3 separate regions of the Macaca mulatta genome follow, and all the other regions are linked to region 3. The links are chromatin contacts, called in public Hi-C maps. All regions are on one chromosome and are shown on one strand. Each heading gives the region's core, a stretch centred on a gene start, on an enhancer-like site or on the middle of the called end of the contact. The rest is flanking DNA. Distances are from core to core; before and after follow the strand shown. Region 1 overlaps MAPK14 (mitogen-activated protein kinase 14). Region 2 holds the start of SRPK1 (SRSF protein kinase 1). Region 3 holds the start of MAPK14 (mitogen-activated protein kinase 14).

What was found. A called contact is a pair of places that touch in the nucleus more often than the background predicts.
Region 1: a Hi-C map of CD4 T cells shows a contact between it and region 3, with 2.8 times the contacts expected there. The contact joins the enhancer-like site here to the promoter of MAPK14 in region 3. A contact is called at or near these places in 7 of 14 Hi-C or Micro-C datasets (CD4 T cells, cortical neurons, fetal cortex germinal zone and 4 more).
Region 2: a contact with region 3 is called in a Hi-C map of liver, with 3 times the contacts expected there. The contact joins the promoter of SRPK1 here to the promoter of MAPK14 in region 3. A contact is called at or near these places in 2 of 14 Hi-C or Micro-C datasets (fetal cortical plate and liver).

The regions. Positions count from the first base shown.
Region 1 is chr4:146,159,460-146,163,583 of T2T-MMU8v2.0, forward strand. MAPK14 (mitogen-activated protein kinase 14) reads right to left here. Exons shown (of 11, transcript XM_078000290.1): 9 at 824-903. It also overlaps the pseudogene LOC106997915. Among named protein-coding and RNA genes, the nearest start is that of MAPK13, 36 kb to the left of the region's middle. Within about 2 kb of position 1,357, at least 4 of the 40 cell types and tissues checked have an H3K27ac peak or open chromatin away from gene starts, as enhancers often do.
Region 2 is chr4:146,332,354-146,336,890 of T2T-MMU8v2.0, forward strand. It overlaps SRPK1 (SRSF protein kinase 1), which reads left to right and starts at 1,545. Exons shown (of 16, transcript XR_013416474.1): 1 at 1,545-1,596; 2 at 2,125-2,185. LOC106997927 (a long non-coding RNA gene) reads right to left here and starts at 2,687. Exons shown (of 8, transcript XR_013416507.1): 1 at 2,556-2,687.
Region 3 is chr4:146,227,793-146,232,305 of T2T-MMU8v2.0, forward strand. It overlaps MAPK14 (mitogen-activated protein kinase 14), which reads right to left and starts at 1,667. Exons shown (of 11, transcript XM_078000290.1): 1 at 1,202-1,667. The coding sequence starts at 1,317.

The sequences.
Region 1 (4,124 bases), core at 107-2,606, 69 kb before region 3:
TCTCATGCCTCTGGCCCAAGAAAATGACCAAGAGCAGGAAATCAAGCAAAAGTAAGCCAGAGTCACATTCCCATGGCTTCTGTCTAAGTCCCTGCTTAGAAGCAAGAAAGCACTAGCTCCAAACTCTGTCTCGGGTTATTTAACTTATAATTACAAGGCAATAGGAGGAAAATTTATAACCACATTCCTGTGGATCTGAGGTATCAAGAGTGGAGTTGTTTCTTCTGAGTGGGGTCTAGGGACTGGGTAGAAAGGTCCCTCTGTTGGGAACGAACATTTTACGTAGGATATGTGAGTATCTATTCTAAAACAATAAAAAATAACTTATGGGAAGGGGCAACAGTGTGCAGACAATGTACATTTTATTCTTTTAGTGATTAAGTTACACTAAATACATGGTGAAGTTCATGCGCTGAGAACAAACACTAGAAACAGTGAAAAGAGCTCTAGAGCATACGTGAAACTTCTGAGAAAGATGAAAGTCAGAGCTTGAGGACAGAGACACACATTTTGCATTAATCTCTTGGATTAATGAATTAGAATCTCAAATCTCATTGCTTTACTGGGATACTATTGCCTAATAGAGGCTCTCATGATCTTAGTGTGTACCCAGATAGAGAATAAAACACACTTGTGCATGCAAGCAGGCACACATGCGTGCACGCGCACACACACTCACACTATCTTATACCTCACTCATCCTGGAAGTCAGCACACAAAGGGTATGTGTGCTTACAAACACACCCAGGTCAAAGTACAGATTGGTAGAAGGCAAGTGGCAGAGGCTCCCAACAGGGCAGATAATTACAAAGCATCAACTCACAGACTCTGAGGAGATTTTCTTCAAAAGCTCAGCCCCTGGGGTTCCAACGAGTCTTAAAATGAGCTTCAACTGATCAATATCTAATGGTGGACCATAAAGGAAAATGTTGGGACGAAATAAAAATGAAAAACAAACAATGACAAACAAAACAAAAACAAACAAACAAAACACCCCGAGAACAAAAATGAAACACCCCAAACCTAGCCAACACGGTGAATCCCTCTAGGTCAAGGTTCCCGCAGGATGATCACTTCACGTAGGACATGCTCCTCCTGTACAAAGATTCAAAATGCTACCACACACGTATCCACTTTATATTCATTTTGTGCATCTGTCAACAGCATGTATCAGTAAAGTGAGGCAACGTTAGGTGGTTCTTAGCTGCCAAAGATAGCAGGTGAAAACACAAGAGCTTCACTCAGTTTACATTGCCCTCTTCATCTGCCATCACAGTGTCAGTAATCAGTCCAGGAAAGAGCACTGGTAATTAGAGGGCCACAGATAAGGAAAAAAGCAACAGAGCACAGGAGCTAGGGATGTACAAGTCTATTTATGAATATTCTCCTAAACGTGACCTAAAGAGCTTATGATATGACAGTGGAAGGCCTGTGAGACCCCAAAACCTGACCACTGGAGCACACCCTCTGGGAAGCCTCGCCTCTCCCACTGGCTACAGTAGGCAGAGCACGATGAGGGAGAGTCGCCAGCAGAGGGCGCTCTCCCACTGCATGTTCCCTCAGGAGCGCCAGGAGAACACAAACACAGGCAGTTTCAACCTTATAAAATGCAAATGAACAATGCTTAACAAATTCCACACATCCCAAAGGCTCTAAATAATAGGCCACAATGCTAAAACTTTTATCCTGGTAGCCAACACTTCAATGTATACTCAGAATGTATGTGCATGTGTTAACCAGAAGACAAAAATTTCCATTTGTTCTCATTGCTTTTAGTCTTACCTAAAAAGGAAGTTAAAAAGAGGGGGGAAAATATTATAAAATAGCTTTTAATATTTTATCTGAAAATGTGAATAGTTTATCCATGTTTATACTGACTGACATTCCACGGAGGGAGAAGGGGAGGATGACTGTCTTCTGACCCATCAGGTTTTTCACATGACTAAATCCTCTTGGCCTCAGGTCTCAGCTTCAACTTCACCTCCTCAGGGAGGTCTCCCCTCAACACTCTATATACATGATACCCCACTCCCCCCCAATTCCTTCTCAGCATCATGCTTGATAACATCATAGTGCTTATCACAGCCTAGAATTACTTTGTTTGCTTACTGTCTGCCCCCTGTACTGGTCTACAGCTCTGTGAGGACAGGGGCCACTCTGCCTCTTCACCATTTATCCTCAGCCTAACATCTGGTACGTGATGGGTAGTCAAAATATTTGAGGAAAAGGTAGAGCAGGATGAAAGAAATTTTTGCTTATGGTTATACATATAAAGGCAACATAGCAACACTTAAAAACAGCAGTCTCTATAAGCCACAGGTGCCTACGTTATAGGAATAACTTATGCAGTAATTTGACATCTTGTCTTTTACTTTCTTTTAGATATGAAATCAGCTTAAACAGAAGAAAATTCTAGGCTGAAGTCAGCAAACCCCAATCTCTTCCTGTTTTATATATAAAGTTTTATTAGAACACAGCCATGTCCATTCATTTATGTACAGTCTACAGGTGTTTCCAATTACAACAAGCACAGTTACCATACGGTTCCCAAGCCTAAAATATTAACGACCTGGCCCTTTCAGAAAAGGTGTGCCAAACCCCATCCTAAACCCAAACAACTTGTGTTCTTTAGCAAGCAAAACAAACTAGAAACAAGTCCACTCACGTAAGTTATTTCTAAATTAAGAATAACAGGGAATTCTGTCATCTGCAAATGGTAAAAATCAGTGTGTTATAAAGGTTAAGATTTAAATACTGGCTTCTCAGTTCAAGATGTTGACAAGACAAAAATTTTGAAGCATATGTTCACAGGACAGAGCAGGAGTGGGGGTGGGATGGATACTGTCTTGCTCTAAAATAATCAGATTAATTATATCACAATAGAAATCTGTAAAAAAAAAAATTCTTGCTGCTCTAAAATGACTCAATTTACAAAAATTTAGTTCCCTCACATTAACACTCTTCAGGAATATATTTAACTGGGTAGCCACCACAAGATAAAGTAAATCATATATGGGAAAAATCTCAATGACTTCATATCTCAAACAGGTGGCTTTACAATATATGCATCAAAAGTAATCTCTAAAATGAAGCGTTTGATATTAGTATTCTTAAGAGACTTCTGACTACTTACAGTAAGAGTCAATTTTTATACTCTCTCTAAGGAAGACAAGCTCTCTGAGCTACGAATTTCTCAACTACCTGAACTTCACCCCAACCTACCTGAAGAATATGCAATTTCCACTAGTCACAGTGGCTCATTACGTCAATGAGCTGGGAAACCCTCTCTCTCCCACCTCTGCTGGCATGAAACAATACCAGGCCTGAAGAATCAAGCCCCAATTCCTCAGCCTCACATTCACAGCCGTCTGTGATTTGGCATCAAGCTTCTTTTCTGACTCTGGCTCAAACTACTATTCTTTAATGCACTCAGTGCTTCAACTCACACCAGATATTCCAGGCACTTCTAAGCTTCCAAGTACTTACTTATGTAACTCATAAACCAGAACACCTCCCCTCCTCCCATCCTTCCAAGCCTTTCCTATTCCTATTTACTCTTTGAAGTCCTATTCAAACAAGAACTCTGCCATGAAGTCTTGGATATATTGAGGTGGAACTAATTCTCTACTTTTTTTCCAAAAGCTTATCTATTATTCTAGTGTATTTATCACTCCATCTTATTTTATAATCAGGGACAAACAGTTGTTCAAGTAACTCTTGTAACTCTCTTTCCACTGAGTCTGATCATTCTGGTTTTAAGGACAGGTACCATCCTGTCCCCACACCTTCCACAGAGCAGCTTGATAAATACTGGTTGACTTGAAAAGATGAGCCATGGCACATCCTTTCAGCACCTCGGTAGGCACCGGTGTCTCCAGCCGTGGCACTGGCACCTGCTGACACTGCTGCCTCCAGTAGTTCTTTCATTCTCTTCCCTTTGTCACCCCTACACCTTGGAGGTAAACTTCTCTCCTGAGGGCTGTAAAGACTAGTTTGAAAAGGGACAGCCAAGAACCAACTGAATCTTCTCAGAATGGAAACACTGTATTATTTTGGAGGAGTTAATTTCAGAAGGAAAATGGGTCAAGCTTGAAAAAACAACGTAGGTGGCTCCTACTGGTAAA
Region 2 (4,537 bases), core at 295-2,794, 100 kb after region 3:
CAGGAATGCCTGACATCTCCTTCTCCACCTACAGAAATCTTATGTATTTCCTAAGACCCAGCTCAAAAACGGCCTCCTCTGTGGATGGGCTTAATTACTTACTTTGCTCAATAAGTCCTGCCAAAGCCCCCATGCTTGACTTGTGCTGTACTATTGCCCTCTCATCTTCCCTTCTCAATTACTTGTTTAGAGCAAAGGTCTTCAGAGCTTCCACTCTGACCAGCTGTGGTACTTTACAATAGGGGCTGGTAAATTAAGATCTGAAATAAGAATAGTTAAAACGGTTGAAAAAAGATCAAAAGGGCCTGGCTCAGTGGCTCACACCTGTAATTCCAGCACCTTGGGAGGCTGAGGTGGGAGGATCACTTGAGCCCTGGATATCCAGGCTGCAGTGAGCCGAGATCATGCCACTGTACTCCACCTGAGTAGCAGAGCAAGACTACTCCTCTTTAACCCTCACCTTCCCTTCAAAACCTAACAAAGGCCATGTTTAAATCAATAGAAGAACATTTTATGACATGCGAAAATTATATGAAATTAAAATTTCAGTGTCCATAAATAAATCTTTATAGGAACAAAGTCCATATTTTCTATGACTGCTTTTGAGCTCCAGTGGCAGAGTTGAGTAGCTGAGAAAGAGATCTTATGGTCCACAAAGCCTAAATATTTACTATCTGGCCCAAAGAAAAACTTTGCTGAGCCTGCTATACAATAAGGGCTTGATGATTAAATAACTGGGTCGTACACCAAGATTCTGAACATATAGGCAGGTCCTCTTAAGTTTAGTGTCTTTGTGTAATGGAAGGAATAACTATTTTGCCTTTAAGTTGCCATAAACATAAAATGAGATAATGCACTTAGAAAAGTAAAAAAAAAAAAAATCTCATAAACAAGACAACTTTATCATGTATTGAAAGTGGTAGAATAAGAAAACATTAAACGTTTTTATTCTCATTTCCCTTTCTTTCCTTTACAGCTTTCATTTAAACTTGAAATTTCAAGAGAAAATTCACTTTTGAAGTTTTTACTTTTCAAGTGATAATAGGGTCACAGGTTCTTTCCTTCCAGTCTTTCTGTGTTGCTCCCACTCCCTTTTCTTTCTCACATGTAATTTTTTTCCATTTTCTTTAAATAGCATCTCAACTGGGCTCACAATAGCTCAGGGAAGGAGAAACTGGGACATGCCTGATTAATCCATTTTACAGGCCAGGAAACTGAGGCAGATCCCAATTGCCTCTGAAGCTCTGACTCAGCAGCATGCAGGGAGCCCTGCCGCTCTCTGCGCCTTTTCTAAGCAAATAGAATAAAACTAACCTTGCCAGGTTTCCGAGCTTGGATCTCTAACACTCCTTCAACGTTCACCCCCGACGTTCCTCCTCTCAGCGCCCCCTCCCTCTCCTTGCCGCCCCCTCCTCGGGAGCAGGTGGTAGGCTCCGCTCCCGACGCGCATGCGCGCGGCACGGTGGGGCGGGGGCGGGGCGGGACTGGGGGTGGAGTGTGCGCGGGCTCGGTTTTGGGCCGCGGCGGGAGCTGGAGTCACCGCCACTCGAGTGCGCAGGCGCTTGGCGGTTACCGGTCTCACCATGGAGCGGAAAGGTGAGCGGTGGAGCGGCCTCCGCCACGAGGGGCAACGGCCGCCGGGGCGAGGCCCGGGTCAGCGCCCGGAGCTTCGCCTAACTGCCGCGGTTCGGTCCCCGGGCTTGCGGCGCCCCTCCACTGAGGTGGCGCCGCCCCACACCCCCCGCCTCTGGGCTGCGGGTCCGCGCCCCTCAGCCCGGGCGTCCTCCGGCGCCGGCCGTCGCCGCCCCTTGTTCCCTGCCAGGCCGGCTTGCGCCTTGGGGCCACTCCAGGGCCCGGACCTTGGCGGGCGAGGCAGACCTCCGCCCGCCCGCCCCCTGACCCGGCCTGAGACCCCTCCGGCGCATCCCGCCCGTGCGCTGCTCTGTGCCCCGTGGGCCGCCAGCCCCCCGGCCGGCCGCCTTGCCGAAGCCTCCGCGCTCGTACCGCAGCCGCCCCTGAGACAGGCCCCGCAGCCGGGCCTGGCGCCCCTGCTGGGTCTCCACCCTCACCTTGGTCACCTCCTTTCCTCCACATTTGCCCTTCATCCATCCCTCTCTCCTGCAGTGCTTGCGCTCCAGGCCCGAAAGAAAAGGACCAAGGCCAAGAAGGACAAAGCCCAAAGGAAGTGAGTCTTGTACCCCAACATCCCATTCTTTGGATTTTCCTCCGGCACCTTCTCTGCTCTGGTTTCGCGTCTTGAATGTGCACAGGGTTTGGGCACCCTGTGGCCGCAGCCACATGGCCTCGGGGCAGCTCGGAGGGTCGCTCTCCAGCAACCATGTGGAAGAGAGCTGCTGTTGCTGAACGCCAGGCCTGGGTCTTAGCAGCCCCAGGCCTGCTGGAAAGGGCTGTCGGAGGAGGACCAGAGCCCGCCCGGTACCTTTCCTCCCCAACTCCACAGAGGAGGCACAAACTCCCCTAGCTTGGACCCCCCCCCCACCGGAGCTGGTAGATCATTATCGTTCTGTTTCTGAACTCTGGTCTCTCTCTCTTACCTGCTCCCCAACGTCTTAACTTGCCTCCAACGTCTGCACGGTAGGCCTTAAGGAAATTCTTGAATGAGTTTTTCCGTGTTTACTTTGGGTTCTACCAACCACACACTCCCTTTCATAGAGGAGGGCATGGGGCTTTTCTTTGGGTTAGTCAACTTCCTGAACCTGCAAGGCACATCGGCTTTTTTGCACTGTGCCGGCAGACCGCTGTGTATACAGTCAGTGTCTGTTAACTGCTTCTCTTCTGTCTAAACCTCAATCAAATGCAGATAATCTTCCGGAGTCGGCATCACTATAGTAACGGGAGAGTTCTTTAACACACATCGATGGTTCTGGTTTGGTGTATTAAGCGCCACATGTCCAGTTTTATCAGTGGGATGCATAACAGTATAGTGCTATCGTGGCAAGTTCAAAAGTTGGTCACAGCCTAATAGAAACTCAGGTAGCAGGCTTCATTCAGCAAGTGAGGCTAAGCCTAAAGAACTTTCATCATGTACTAACGTTTAACTGCAAAGGGTCTTGGAAATCAGCTCTTGGAAATCATCTCTCAGAGAGAGATTCTATGCCTAGTTCTTAATTTTAGATGTATTATCTTTATACTTTTAAATTTATTTGATTTTTTTGGCGTTGTATGCGGTCTAATTCCCTCTGAGTTGATACAACACATTTCAAAGGCCTTCCTAGGTCACCCCACTGAATGACAATACCAGATTAAGGGGGGCGTAGGGGTGTGTGTTGTTTTTGGAGGCTACCTACTGTTTGGGGAGAGCACATAATGACTTCTGTCTTTCAATAGAACTAAAGTGGTAGGTGACCTCACCTCTTGCTCCATTTTCTATTCTGTCTTATGAAATGTATTTTGTAAGTGCTTGGTGACGAAGGTTTGTAAATGGTGAGTTTGTGTGTGTCTGTTTGCCTTTGGATTATCCGTATATGGGATTATTCAAAACCATTTTTTAATCCTAGATTGTTTAATAGAAACAGCAAGGTGCTAACTTGGTTCTAGTGTGCAGTAGGAATTGAAATGTTACTTTTCTGTGCCTAGTTGAGTTATTCTTTGTGGAATTGATAAGAATGTGTTAAAACGTTCTTTTCTATTGATACGAGGAAGTTGCGGTTTTTATTATATTACTGTATTTTTTAGAAATCCTGGTCTCTCAGACCATTTGTCCAGATCTCTCTTACCACTTGGAAATTAATTTGAGATTAGCCCAAATCAAGCTATAATTTGAGGGGCAAATGTATATAGGTGATCATATACTTTAAGCACCAGATATCTATTACTTCCGATTATCTATTTAGACTATATGCTTTATTTCTAAAGCCAAATATATGTATATCTGTTACCCCATTCACTACTATGGATAACTTAGAGTTATTTGTGTTGTTAATTGTTTGCAAGTGTGGATTATAGATAACGTAGCAGTCATTTTACTGAATATTTTATCTTGAACAACTTTGACTCCTGAAAATATGCGTGAATGAACTGCCCCATTTACTTGTAATTTCAGAGGTGTTTTATTTTTGATTTTGTTTCCAATTAATACGTTTTTGCTTTTTTTTGTTTTAAATTTACCTTTTTATTCTTTTTCTTTTTGAGGCAAGTTCTCGCTCTGTTGCCCAGGCTGCAGTTTAGTGGTGCGATCTCGGCTCACTGCAACCTCCACCTCCTAGATTCAAGCAATTCTCTTGCCTCAGCCCCCCAAGTAGCTGGGACTATAGGTGTATGCCACTACGCCTGGTTAATTTTTGTATTTTTTGTAGAGATAGGGTTTTGCCATGTTGCCCAGGCTGGTCTCAAACTCCTGAGCTCAGGTAATCTGCCTGCCTTAGCCTCCCAATGTGCTGGGATTATAGGCGTGAGCCACTGCACCCTGCCCTTTTTTTTCCTTTTTCTTTCTTCCTTTTTGTTTTTCTTTCTTTCTTTCTTTGGTATCCCAGCCTCCTTTTAAGTAGCTGAAATGTCTAATTAAGTTGGTTAGAGT
Region 3 (4,513 bases), core at 417-2,916:
TTCAGATCCGTAGCTTTTAAATTATAGAAAATCTAAAATACAGGGTATAAAACCTTGAAAATTAGAGAGCAGTTAGTGAAATATTTCAGGTCTGGAAATTACATGGTATCGACTTAATTTAAAACACACTCACGGTGTAAATTAAAGCTAAAAAGTATCTCTTCCCTTCCTTTTCTATGTGGTTCCATATCCTTACGAAAACCATCGTGTACCTCAGGCCATAAATGCAGATAACTAGATAAATCCCTGCAAACTCTGAAAGGGACTTTTAAAACACAGTATTCGCAGGAATTATCTCAAAAAATACTTACAATACCTCCTAGCACTGTTAATAATTTTTTGATCTTGAGGGCGCCTTACAGATCTGAATCTTTCTTGCTCCAAATGAAAAAACTGTTTTGTCGAACAATACTTAAATGAGCAGTGGTATGTGACTAATCAGTGAGACTGCCAGTTTCTCAAGCTGCAGCGTTCTTGCAGGCACTACCACCGCCGCCCCTCCACAGAAAGGAAATACGCTTTCAACCGAATCGGAAACACACCACTCAAGCTGGCACAGTGTTCACCGAGATAAAGTCGGTATTTTAAGCTCTATGGATCGCTGCTAATTCAAGTGCGAATTCAAAAAGAACACTTCTCGAGATGGGATTTCGACAGAGGTTTGGGGAAAAAAAAAAAAAAAAAGGCCCGGAGAGAGCTCCCTTCCTGGTCAGTTTTGTTTAGATGACCGCAGTCTTCGGGTTGCGCTCTGCCCTTCTGCTTCTCCCGGCAGCTCCCCAAGCTTGTCTGCTCAGAGGACAGGGTCCGGCGCCACAGCGTGGGCGCATCGCGGGAGAGGGTCCTTCTGCTCCAGGTCCGGAGGGAGACCCCCAAGGAAGCAGCCCTTCCCCCGGTGCCTGCCGCCGAGCAGCAACCTTCCGAGAGGCGAAGGCGCAGGGTGCTAGCCAGAACCGAGCTCCAGCACCACCACCTACCTCTCGCAGCGGACTTGAGCGCTGCACACGGTGGACCGCAATACCCGCGTGAGTGCAGGGCGAGGGGTGCAGGAGGTGCAGAACAGGCAGAGCTCGAAGGGGCAGCAAGGCCCTCCCCCGAGGAAAATTCCTGCCACTTGACGCAACGCAGAGCAGTCGTGCAGGCCTGGCTCTCGGGCGCGAGGGGCCACCCTGCCCACAGCGGCCCCAGGCCCGGCGACACTCACCACACAGAGCCATAGGCGCCGGAGCCCACTGGAGACAGGTTCTGGTAACGCTCGGGCACCTCCCAGATTGTCTTGTTCAGCTCCTGCCGGTAGAACGTGGGCCTCTCCTGAGACATTTTCCAGCGGCAGTCGCCGGGTAAGAAGGTGGCCCTATGGGGCCCCCGCCTGCACCCGCACCCTCTCCCCGGCCCTTGCTGCCCGCCCAGCCGGGCGGGGACCTTGCGCTGGTCGCCCGCGCAGGTGCGGCTGCCGCGACCCCGCAGACTCCCGCGCGCGCGGCTGCTGTCAGCCGCCGCGGCTGGATGCGCCCCTGCGACTGGGGCAAGCCCCGCTAAGGGCAGGGACGCGCTCCGGCGCTCAAGGCTGCGCCTGCCGCGATCTCCCTGCACCTTCGTCCCTACAAGGCCGACTCCGAGCTGCGTCGCAGTACTCCGGATCCAGCTGCTGCGCCCGCTGAGGCTCCAGTGGTCGCGGTTCCACAGCCAGCAAACAGGAGCCTCCCGCAGTACTCTCGCGAGAACTGCTCCCGGGACTCTCCGAGAGCCGAGATTTTACCCAATATGGAACCTCTTCGCGGGCGGGGCTTCGTGAGAGGAGAGGATGAGAGGGGCAGTTCTCGCGAGAAGAGAGCAACAACTGGAGCCCAAAGGCAGAAACTCCCAGGAACTGTCTCCTTAAGGGCGCGAAGGCGGACCAGGGAAGGAAGAGATAAGCGGGCAGCACACGCCGCGCGCGCCCCACCGTGGCCGGCAGGGCAAATACCTGGCTCTGTGGTGGAAAACGACAGTGACAAATAGCGTGTCGGGGAAAGAGTCAAAAGATCTTTAACTGCGAGTAGTTACTAGCAGCGGAGCACCTGCTCAGCTGAACCCCCAAATTCCAAAAAACACTTGCATGAAAAAGAGATAGGTGGCAGGGCGCGGTGGCTCACGCCTGTAATCCCAGCATTTTGGGAGGCCGAAGCGGGCGGATCACCTGAGGTCGGGAGTTCGAGACCAGCCTGACCAAAATGGCGAAACCCCCGTCTCTACTAAAAATGCAAAATTAGCCGGGCGTGGTGGCGCGCACCTGGAGTCCCAGCTACTCGGGAGGCAGAGGCAGGAGAATCGCTTGAACCCGGGAGGTGGAGGTTGTGGTGAGCCGAGATCGCGCCATTGCACTCCAGCCTGGGAAACAGAAGCGAAACTCCGTCTCAAATTAAAAAAAAAAAAAAAAAAAGTGAGAGACAGGTTCTGGCCAGAAGGCTGTTGCATTCCCATCTGCTCAAGGACATATGGGTTACTCTACATGTGGGTTACTCTTCGAGATGCTGACGAAATATGTCCCAAAGGCAAATGTTAACCCTGCATCAAAGCTGAGGCTTTCCAGGGGCTGGGCGCGGTGGCTCACGCCTGTTATCCCAGCACTTTGGGAGGCCGAGGCGGTCGGATCACGAGGTCAAGAGATAGAGACCATCCTGGCCAACATGGTGAAACCCCGTCTCTACTGAAAAATACAAAAATTAGCTGGGCATGGTGGCTTGAGCCTGTAGTTCCAGCTTCTCGGGAGACTGAGGCAGGAGAATTGCTTGAATCCGGGAGGCGGAGGTTGCAGTGAGCTAAAATCGCGCCACTGCACTCCAGCCTGGCGTCAGAAGGAGACTCCGTCTCAAAAAAAAAAAAAAAAAAAAAAAAAAAAAAAAAAAAAAAAGCTGAGGCTTTCCATTCAAACTCTCCTAATAGTTCTTAAACTTACATGCAGAAAAATCACCCTGGGAGTTTAAGATGCAAGTTCCCAGGACTCACAGGGAGTCTAATTGGGTAGGTCAGAGGAAGGCATCAAGAGCATGTATTTTTATAATACATCTTAGGTAATTCTGATTCAGGAAAGTCTGATATCTCCCTTTGAGAAGCATTTAAAAAACCATTACACTGAAGATTTGAAACTGACTCCTACCCTGAAGAGCCATCAGTGAAGAGGATTTTAAGCATTCAACTCAGGCCTCTTCGAGTAAGGAGAAGAGGGCAGAAGTCTCATCGAATTTAGGCAAGTCAAATGACCTTTCCTGAACCTTAGTTCCAGCTTTTACAAGAGATTTCCTGCCCTGCATTCCCGACTAACAGAGTCATTTGTAAAAACTAAACAAGATAAATGTGAATGGGCAAGGCATTATAACCCCATGCCTACATCCATTATCAACCTACACCTATGCTAAAGCTTGTTACAATGAGCAGAAGAATCAGATCCTGCATCATTGTCTTAGTTTCTTGTATTAGAAATAACTAGGTCCAAGCCAGGACATTTCTCAACATTTCCTGTGATTATTCTATTTTGTGTCATACACACCTTGGAGGGCTCAGACTTTGCCTATCTTGTCCCAATATCTAGCACAATGTCTATAACATAAAACATGTCCCATAAGTATTTGTTATAAAAATTGTGAACAATGACCATGATTTCAATTTAAGAAGTGGTACAGGATTATCAGTCCTCCTCAAGGAAAGCAATATAAAACCAAAAAACAGAGTCATGGGTGATTCATGGAAAGCTGTTTTGGATCCAATGTAGCTTAGCTGGAATTCTCTTATCTACAAAAACATGATGCTTGAGAATGTTCCAAACTAGGGAGGCTAGGAAGCTTTCTAAGAAGTGACGGAGGGTGAAGGGGAAGTAAGAGCAAAAACATGGTTGTGAAGAAATGAGGGATGGGGTTGGGGGGATCGAGGGAATGAGGGAATGGTTACAAGGGGTGAGGAGGAAGGTTGGAAGTAGGAATCCTCAGAAATGCACATTTTTATCCTACAAATTGGGATAATGAGGTGAGGGTGAATGGAAGGGTAAAGATAAAGTAAGCAGTATATTCATACACTCATTCAACCAATGTGTATTAAATGCCTACTAGGTGCCAAGCACTTGTAGTTAAAAAGTGATTAAAAACTACAGTTGCTGCCTGCGTGGAGCTTACAGTCAATGGGAGGGCAATCATTCAACACAAATTCATTGAACACTTCCTATGTCCACCACAATGTTGTAGGCACTCATAATAAAACAGTTAATGAAAGGGATAAAAATCCCTGCCCTCATAGGGCTAAGATTATTTACAAAAAGGAATACACAAAGTGCATAATAAGGTAGACATCAACACAGTCATCAAACAAACAAGTGTAAAACTGTAACTGGGCCAAGCAGGAATACAAGGTGGAGTGAGAGACAGTGATAGGGACAGGGATAGGGTGGGAGGAGGGTAAAGGGAGTGAGTGCAGACGGCATGTCTGCATCCAGAGCCGACGATCTGGGCAGGAAGGTGTCATCCAGTGGGGAGAGCCAGGCCTG